Regions from separate parts of the Arabidopsis thaliana genome. Here region 1 is linked to region 2. A link is a contact called in public targeted proximity ligation data. All regions are on one chromosome and are shown on one strand. The core of a region is the stretch at or near the end of the contact, and the rest is flanking DNA. Distances in the headings are between cores, read along the strand shown. Region 1 holds the start of AT4G26960. Region 2 holds the start of AT4G26860 (Putative pyridoxal phosphate-dependent enzyme, YBL036C type).

Region 1 (4,608 bases), core at 170-2,669, 35 kb after region 2:
TGATTTTCCGTTATCGTCAAAATATGGTCGTCTTATTTTAACCTTTTATACACTATGACAATTGTTCGTCGTTGTTGTTCCAATTTCTTTCAAGTTTTCATTCTCATTCTAAATTTCCCACTACATTTGTCTAGAGAAATCCAACATCGCTCACGATATTGGATATCAAATTTCAAGATTACTGACTAACCAATAAATTTGCCCACATTCATTCATCGACAGAAAACATAGTCATCATAAAGGAGATGCAACAATAAGATGTTGAGGCTATAAAAAGCATGACCCGTATAACTCGCATATGCTTCAATCCTTGAAACCAAATGAGACCCATATATCGATTTGTAATCAGAGGAATGATAGACATTATATATGAGATCAATCTTGTATCCCCTTATCAAGGGTTGATTTACTTCAAAATCAAGTCTAGATAATTAGGTTAAAGTCTGAGAAATGATCCATATAACAACAGAACATGTATAATAAACATGTAGGAGTAATCTATGATCTAAGCCAAACAGGGAATATGAATTCAATTAACAAAGTGATATCAATCTACTGATAGATGGTGAAGAAACATGAATGAGATTCTGGTATTTATAAAAGTCTGATGAGTAGTGAAGATATTTCCCCAAAGAGTATCAGTTACAAAGTAATCTACAGAAGAAGGGAAATTTCACTTTAAGCTTCATTCAATGAGCAACTAAAACATCATTATTGTTCAGTACGTTGCTGTTACCATTAATAGATTCGAGTATAGAATTTGGAGAAGGGTTCAATTTCACCATCGCAGATCTCGCAGGGCCAAGTTTCTTCCTACCGATTCGATACGGACCGTAGATCTTGCTCAAGAGATGGGGCATCTGATCCATAGTTATCGTCTGCGGCGTCGCGGCAATAGGACTCTCGGAAGATGATGAAGGCGGGTCGACTGGGTCCGAGAGAGAACGAGTCAGGGGGAAATTGGATCTAGCGTTGTTGATTCTAGCGTTACGGATCTGAGCCAGAGCCCCTGGTTTCATGTAACGATGGAAACCGTCGTTTCTTCTCACCGGCGATCTGGAGATTCCTTTCATGGTGTAGAAGAGGATTGTGAGGGACCTGAGAAAGGATGATTGGGGAAACGAAGGGGGGCTCTTTGTAAAGGAAGGAGTGGGTGTGATGGAGAGGCGGGAAAACTGGAATTGGGAATTCGAGAGGCGGGAAAATTAAAATTAAGGTTTTGTTTTGAATAAGTAAGAATACGATACGTACGTTCGATAACCAGCTAATCCTGAAACTTAAACCGGTGTATTCCAATCCCTGGTTCATTTAATTAAACCGGTGATTAATCGGGTCGGATATTCTTCCACATTAAATACCCGTTACCGGGTCGGATTCTTTTTGATCCGGACGGAGCAGACTCGATTGGGGAACAATTCATTCTTCTGGGTGTGTTGTGTTTGAGTTTTTGGATCATACGAAGAAGAAATCGGCGGGAGAAGCTATGTCGAGGCTATGGGCGAGATTTGCGGGATTGTTCAGTAGCAAGAGTTTTATCGGAGTAGACAAGACTGGTAACAAGTACTTTTCCAGAATGGAGGAGATTGACGGATTCGGCGAGTATTGTTCTTCCAACCTCTTATTTCCTTAAAAAATCTTTTTTTTTGTTTGATTTATGTTGGAATTTGGTTATTGCGTGAAATTTATGTATCTCTTAAATTTGTCAAGTTGCTGAATTTCTTTGGTTTTCTCCGTACGATTTGATGAATCAGCTGTCTTTGCATATCGCGAGTTGCAGTGAAGCAAATGGATTTAGAAAAATTAATATCGTATTGTTTTAAAGAACATTGTCTGCTTCTTTTCATACATGAAAAGATTCAGCTAAGTGTGATCATGTAAAATGAAACTAACAGAGGTTATTTAGATGATCAAAACGAATATTAAGACTCTTGTAGAATCCATTTGTAGAGTAATATATTCTGATGTGCTTCTTTCTACTATCCAGTGAAGGAGAAAAGATGGGTCAAGTTTAGACGAGAGGAGGACCCAACCTCTATTCCTGGTAACTCTTCTTTAAAACATAAAATGGGTTGTTATATACGACCATATATTCATTTACTTGAGTGATGTCAGATCTGAAATAAGCACATCTATAAGATATATGGCATGTATACACGAATCTAGTTACATTTTTGTTTGATCAATGTTGTAGTTGAATGGATTTGTTGGCTGAATGGGCAGCGAAAAAGGGCTCCTACTCCTGAGGTAAGATAAACTCCTTTTTAACCAGAATTATTTGTGGTCAGCATAGTGTTCTTACCATGGAAGTTTTTCATTGCATACAGACTGGCTATGCTTGGCCTTTGATATTGGTGTTTGTTATTGGTTCAGGAAATGATTGAACTTGAAGCAAGGCGTGAGCGTGTAAAGCTTAATGTTGCTCGTAGGTGTTTCAGCTTATAAATACATTTTCTAAACTTATATCCTTTTAAACGTCTTAAAATTATTATTTCCTTGTGTCATTGATCCTTACTGCAAACAGTTTATGACTTTGAGGACTTGATTTTATGAACTTCGAAGTTGTGAATGAACAAAGTCAAGAATTATTTCTGTTTCTGTGTTAGCAAGTCAAGAAATCCGTATGCAAATTTTCCATTTAATATGTCGCTCAAGTTCAAGGCAAAACATTTATCGTTTTTCTTTTGCCTTTATTTCCTTGTCAAGTTCTCAAGAAGGAAGAGGAGGAGAAGAAAGCCAGAGTAGGCACCGGACGCAAAATCACCATTGGTAATTAACATTAGAGCCCAGAAAATTTGTTTCATTTATGAATTGGTAGCTTAATGTTCGGTCTCCTTGTGTAAAGGTAAAGTTGATGGTCCAGATTTGACAAGCTTTGTTCGCCAATTTCCACCAGATTCAAAAGGTATTACATTTTCTCTGCCAATAGATTAATTGAGTCACCATAGATGCTGATGACTAACTTCTTAGGAATCCCTTGTGTAAATTTGATAGAGATTATGATGGATATGCGTTTATATTTTTGTGGTGTTTGACCCATGAAATGGTGTCCATTGGCTGATGATTATAATAGTTTTGTGAAAGAAACATCTTTTGAATGTTCCCCATATAACCATTATGATTGCGGTAGCTTAAAAGGGCAACAAAATTGTTCTCATGCACCATTATATATCGTTTAAGTCATTTGTTGATTCAAGGGCTGAGGTTACTACAGTTGCTAGATTTCTTATAACCTTAAAAGAGATTATGGTTCGACCATAAAGTCGTGGAAGTAAGACTGACAGTTAAGTTTATTTCCTTTTTTTGTTAATGCTTTAAGGTGGTGAACCAGAGGAAGCTAGTGAAGAAGCAGATAAATCAAGGTGAGTCATCATGATTCATAATATCTCCGCACTAATCATATATGTGTTAAATCTTCTTACATTCTATTTTTTCCTGGATGCAAAGCACAACATCTTTCAGAAGACTAACATAACCACATGTTCTCACATTGCTTTACAGGGCCAAGGAACATGAACCCGAGATAGTTTCTGCAGAACCACCCGAACCAAAGTAAGTCTAGCCAACTTGACATTGTTAATCCTAAAGTTCAGATTCTAGCTCACGGATACGAAACATGACTCGTTCTTTCTGATAGTTACAGACTGCTACTATGCTGAAACTGTTCTCTATGAACATAAGTTATGTATTGTGTTTGGTATGCTTTAAATTAAACTAATGTTAATGTTGATGTTGATGATGATGCAGGACAACAGAGCCATCAGGATCTGGATCATCATTTAGGCCCGGGACATGGCAGCCACCATCCTAAACACATCTCTCTTCACGCAGATGACAAACCAACATACTATTCAATTATTTTGTTTGTTGTACTCTACACAACCGATTGGTTTGAGCCTTACAGATGAGCCATAAGACCAGAGAGCTTTTCAAGACCCTAAAATTGTGTCCTTTCACGCTGTCATTGAGGACTTAGAAGAGTCAAAATGAGAAGCCATCTTCTTATACTTTGTTTTGTTTAGGGTGTTTGTCTCTTGGCATAATGCTTGAGACTTTTAGCCTGCCTTGTCCTTCATAGCTGAAGAGGAGCCTAGCTACCTTTTGTTTCTCTTCGTTGACTTGAATAAAACAGTTTGATTGAATAACAGTTATTCATTTTCATGTCATGATGGTAGTGGATATAAGAAAAAACAAATACATAGAATAATTATTTTAATGTTTCAGAGGAGAAATCCTACTTGGCTTGTGCCAGACTCATAACCCAATCAAAACTTCGTATTACCAAAATAAGTGTAGTTCTAAATTTTATTCTGGTTTAGGCTGTAGTTATAAATTACTCATTTTAGTTTGTGAATATAAAATTACTTTCTGCAAAAGAAAATATTCTCATCTTTCGACGAAAAGCCAATTATTCGAATGTTCTCACGTTGGTCTGTAGCTGTAAACTTTATAGTTTATATAATAAGGTGTTCTACTGTTCTTATATAATTTGCAAGAACAAATAATATTAAATGCAAATAAAAAATAGTCAACGGTCCAAAGTGGATCATAAGCCGTCCGTTCGGTCGTCTGAACTTCATCCAACGGTTAAAAGAAATATACCTGACGTGG
Region 2 (4,084 bases), core at 1,480-3,979:
TTATCCAAAGAGAATAACATTTGCTAAACCTAGTTAACCTTATGAATTATGATATACGTATGTTTAATGCCAATTGATTATGAATTTGAATTTCATTGTATATAATCGTAGATCGTAGTTTGCTGCATGTAAACGAGACTAAAAGGATGGAGGCGATGAAGAGTTCATGTGGCATATGTCTTCTTATGATGTCATGTGAAGTCATGTGTTATGCCACGTTTTATATTATCATAGAATATTATTATTATATTAACGAAATTTTCTTTTTGACTTTTTCTGTTCAACATTAATTTGTAAATTTATGTTGTCTTTATAGATAATATTTACATGGTCGTGTTTATTCATGGGACGGGGGTGTGGTCGTAGCAACTACTACGAGGCTCAATTTGGGCAAATGACTACCATCGTTCGTTCGGTCGTTTTTTTGCGAAACTATGATATAATTTTTAAATACATATATTGAGAAATATTTAGACCATTGCTTTTTGTTCGTTATTTTATGAGACAAAACTACAAAATAAACAAAAAAAAAACCAAACAAGGCAAGAAACACAAGTTAAGATTCGGAATCTAAGAAAAGGATATAGTTCTTGAACCACATAATAGTGGTCCATTATTTATTTGGCAGTCTCTACGACTACGATCGTACGTCCCTCCTTCCATCACCGTTTGTTTTATTTATTGTTTCTTTTCTTTTTTTACTTTAAACAACCATTTATCATGTTTTAAGACCTCGACATGTAATTCGAATTAGTATTGCATTAAGATTTAAAGAGTTACGGCGGTGGATCGGTGGTAGTCAGTGCAAGTAACGGATCATAATTGCGGTTGACCAAGCCTCTTTCACTGGCCTCTTTGTAACCATGAAAGCTGAGATGCTATTGGTACACCACTAAGTCCCAAATTCCCAATAATCGTGCGTCAGTAAACATCAATTTCGAGAGGACAAGTATCAAAATGCGATATCTGCTGTTACAAATATTCAACTCAGTTACAAAGCCCTTAACAATGTATTGATTTCTAATTTTCTATAAAGTAACTTTGTGAATACACCTAAGTTTATCAATGAAGAATAAAATTGTTTAAAATAATCGACAAAATAACATTATACATGAATTTTACAACAAGTGTTTGAGCATAGTAGCTAAGTTGTTTTCTTGGGGTACTCTCTTGGTCCGAAAATGGTGGAACCAACCCTCACATTGGTGCTTCCCATCTCAATCTGCAGAAACATAGTCAAAGATCATCTTCCACATATATGTGGTTCCTCGGATGAAAGAAAGAACACATTCAAATGATTTTCGATATTGAGTTGATTGCATTTTCGATATTAGAAGAGAGACAAAGATATTACCGCTAGCTCGAAGTCACCAGACATGCCCATGGACAGTTCAAATTGATCCTCAGCCATTCCAAGTGCCTTGCATACATCAGCTCTACAGTTTGAAAGTGTCTGTCCCGGTTTATGGGGAAAAGAATAAACCTTGGTAAGTAAAACTTGTAGGAATAACCCGAGAACACGTAAAACAAGTATCCAATCAAGTAGTAGAATACCCTGAAGTTCTCTGGGGTAGACGTATAATCAGGCATCCCAATAGTCATTAATCCGGAGAATACCAGATTTGGACAGTGATGTTTCACATGTCTTGCTAGCTCTACAACGCTAGAAGGTTCGATTCCAGATTTAGCTGCATCCATAATCAATCAGTCAGCCAACTGAAGAGGCTGGACAAGGAAATCAGCATAGAGGTAAAATACTCACAAACTTCTCCGCTTGTGTTCACTTGGACCAAAACCTTTAGTGGATGTCTCCCAAGATTTGAAACAGCTCGATCTAGATGATTTGCTACCTGTGAAATCAATCCCAAGTGATTGTATAACCAAAATAACCTCCTAGTAAAGTGAATTGTGCAAGTTAAACGCCACAACAACCTCTAATCGCTAGTTATAATACCTTTTCTCCATCCACACCATGAACCATTGCCAAATTTGGGACTCCAGCTGCAAACATTGGATTAAACGACTTTCACTTTCACTAAACCCCTAATTCAATATTAAAGATGGGGATAAAAGTCAGACTCAATAGCGTTTTGGCTTTGTTGCTCTGTAAATGCCCCACGAAATGCCACTCTATATCTTCCGGAAGCTGTATATCAATCAAACAAAGTGAAGGAGAAGCTCCATTAGCATCATCAAAAGCACAAAATATATCACATTCCCAGAAAATGGAGAGACACATAGTAGTTAGTGATTGAAGGATAAACATTCGGATTTTGAAATGAAATCGATTATCTAGTGAAGATAACAAGGATTGGAGAGAGGAACCTGTGGAGCTTTATCGATGATTTCTTGAACGTAATTCTCGCCGAAGCAACGGTGACCTGCGTCGTAGATTTGGCGGATAAGTGAGACGGGTTTAGTCTTGGAGACTGGAAGGACCCTGACCCGCTCGGGATCTCTTCCTACTTGCTCCGCCGCCTTACGAGCTCTAAGAATCACAGAGCGGAGAGCACTTGCGACGGTTGCCTCCACCGCAGGAGCTGCCATCGCCAATCGCCACTAACGCCTGTCGTCAATTTGGGCTTCTTCGGGAGTAATGTTTTTGTCACGTAAATTAGTTTATGGCCTTTAATTGGATAATTCACGGTCCACACGTTCAATACTAATTGCGATTATTTATCTCTTCACTTTTAATCAAAATTTCCAAGGCAGAGACACATGTAAGGGTTGATGTATATAGTCATCAATTCACGAGATTATTGGAATCTTTATTGCATAAACAATATCAAAATTGTGTTTTTATATATACCCTTTCAAAACGTTATGGGATTCAAAATTACACCCACACCCACCACTTATTGATTGGACATAACATCATTCAATGTAAAATTACACCCACCTCTTATTCATGTTTTAATTTTCACTTCTGTATATATTTTTCGAATTTCATGTATTCTGTTTGTACTTTTTTGGGTCTTATGTTAAGCCCATTTGTGGGTTTGTAAAAGTCTTTGACAATATCCAATAAATCAGTGAAAAAAAAAAGAAAAAAAAAATTATTATCACTGTAAACTTCAAATCAATTCAACTTGTGCTTTACATGGGTCTTCGCTGGACCAATATGTTTTGTGGGCCTTTCAAGCCCAACAATAGTTATCTACCCTAGCTCAAAAAGAGTTATCTTATTCTCATTCTCTCTCTCTCTGCCGCAGCTATCAATTTACTGGAGAAGAGATGGTGGGATCAGAGGTTTTGGAGGAATGTGGAGAAAAAATAAGCAAGAAAGAGTCAAAGAAGCGAGCCGCTAAACTGGAGAAGTTGCTCCGTAAACAGGAACGAGAAGAAGCCACATCATCATCTCTTTCTCTGGAGGAGGAGGATGAATCGTGTTCCAGCAACTACGGTGACGTGACTACTAACGAGTTGCAGTCGGCTGTTGAGGGAAAAGAGCTCACTGATGTGAGCAACTTGGTTGAAGAGATTGTGGGGTCAGAGGTTTCGATCAGAGGTCGACTGCACAAGAATCGCTTAGTCGGTACCAAATTGTTTGTGATCTTGAGGGAAAGTGGATTCACGGTTCAATGCGTGGTGGAGGAGACCAGAGTTGGTGCAAACATGATTAAATTTGTCAAGCAGCTGAGTCGTGAATCTGTTGTTGAGCTTATCGGTGTCGTCTCTCACCCTAAGAAGCCTCTCACAGGAACCACCCAGCAGGTTTCCTTTTTTTCTTTGATTGATTCGAATAGCGACATACATGAACTCATCGATAATGTTGTTGCAGGTTGAAATACATGTCAGAAAAATGTACTGCCTCAGCAGATCCTTGCCAAATTTACCACTTGTTGTGGAGGATGCTGCTCGTAGTGAATCAGATATTGAAAAATCTGGCAAGGTAGAATAATGTTTTAAGATTTGGAGCTGCTTATGATTATTTATATATTCCTTCATAAGAGAGCTGCTGCAGGATGGCAAACAAGCTGCTCGTGTCCTTCAGGACACACGTTTGAATAATAGGGTTCTTGACATCAGAACACCGGCTAATCAAGCCATCTTCCGTATTCAGTGCCAAGTCCAAATTGTAAGC

The links.
Region 1: a contact with region 2 is called in a targeted proximity ligation map of shoot, with 16 read pairs. A contact is called at or near these places in 6 of 26 Hi-C or Micro-C datasets (callus, cotyledon, leaf and 3 more), 1 of 2 datasets of targeted methods (shoot) and 1 of 3 other capture datasets (root).

What each region holds. Positions count from the first base shown.
Region 1 is chr4:13,538,234-13,542,841 of TAIR10.1, forward strand. It overlaps AT4G26960, which reads right to left and starts at 1,420. Exons shown (of 2, transcript NM_118830.3): 1 at 1,359-1,420; 2 at 436-1,098. The coding sequence starts at 1,420. The coding sequence ends at 690. It overlaps AT4G26965 (NADH:ubiquinone oxidoreductase, 17.2kDa subunit), which reads left to right and starts at 1,272. Exons shown (of 9, transcript NM_179124.2): 1 at 1,272-1,595; 2 at 1,985-2,041; 3 at 2,192-2,244; 4 at 2,371-2,422; 5 at 2,704-2,766; 6 at 2,843-2,902; 7 at 3,317-3,359; 8 at 3,499-3,549; 9 at 3,745-4,233. The coding sequence starts at 1,484. The coding sequence ends at 3,808.
Region 2 is chr4:13,502,147-13,506,230 of TAIR10.1, forward strand. It overlaps AT4G26860 (Putative pyridoxal phosphate-dependent enzyme, YBL036C type), which reads right to left and starts at 2,730. Exons shown (of 7, transcript NM_118820.7): 1 at 2,326-2,730; 2 at 2,080-2,146; 3 at 1,955-2,001; 4 at 1,763-1,850; 5 at 1,555-1,688; 6 at 1,355-1,453; 7 at 907-1,222. The coding sequence starts at 2,547. The coding sequence ends at 1,145. AT4G26870 (Class II aminoacyl-tRNA and biotin synthetases superfamily protein) reads left to right here and starts at 3,145. Exons shown (of 9, transcript NM_118821.6): 1 at 3,145-3,714; 2 at 3,782-3,892; 3 at 3,965-4,078. The coding sequence starts at 3,235.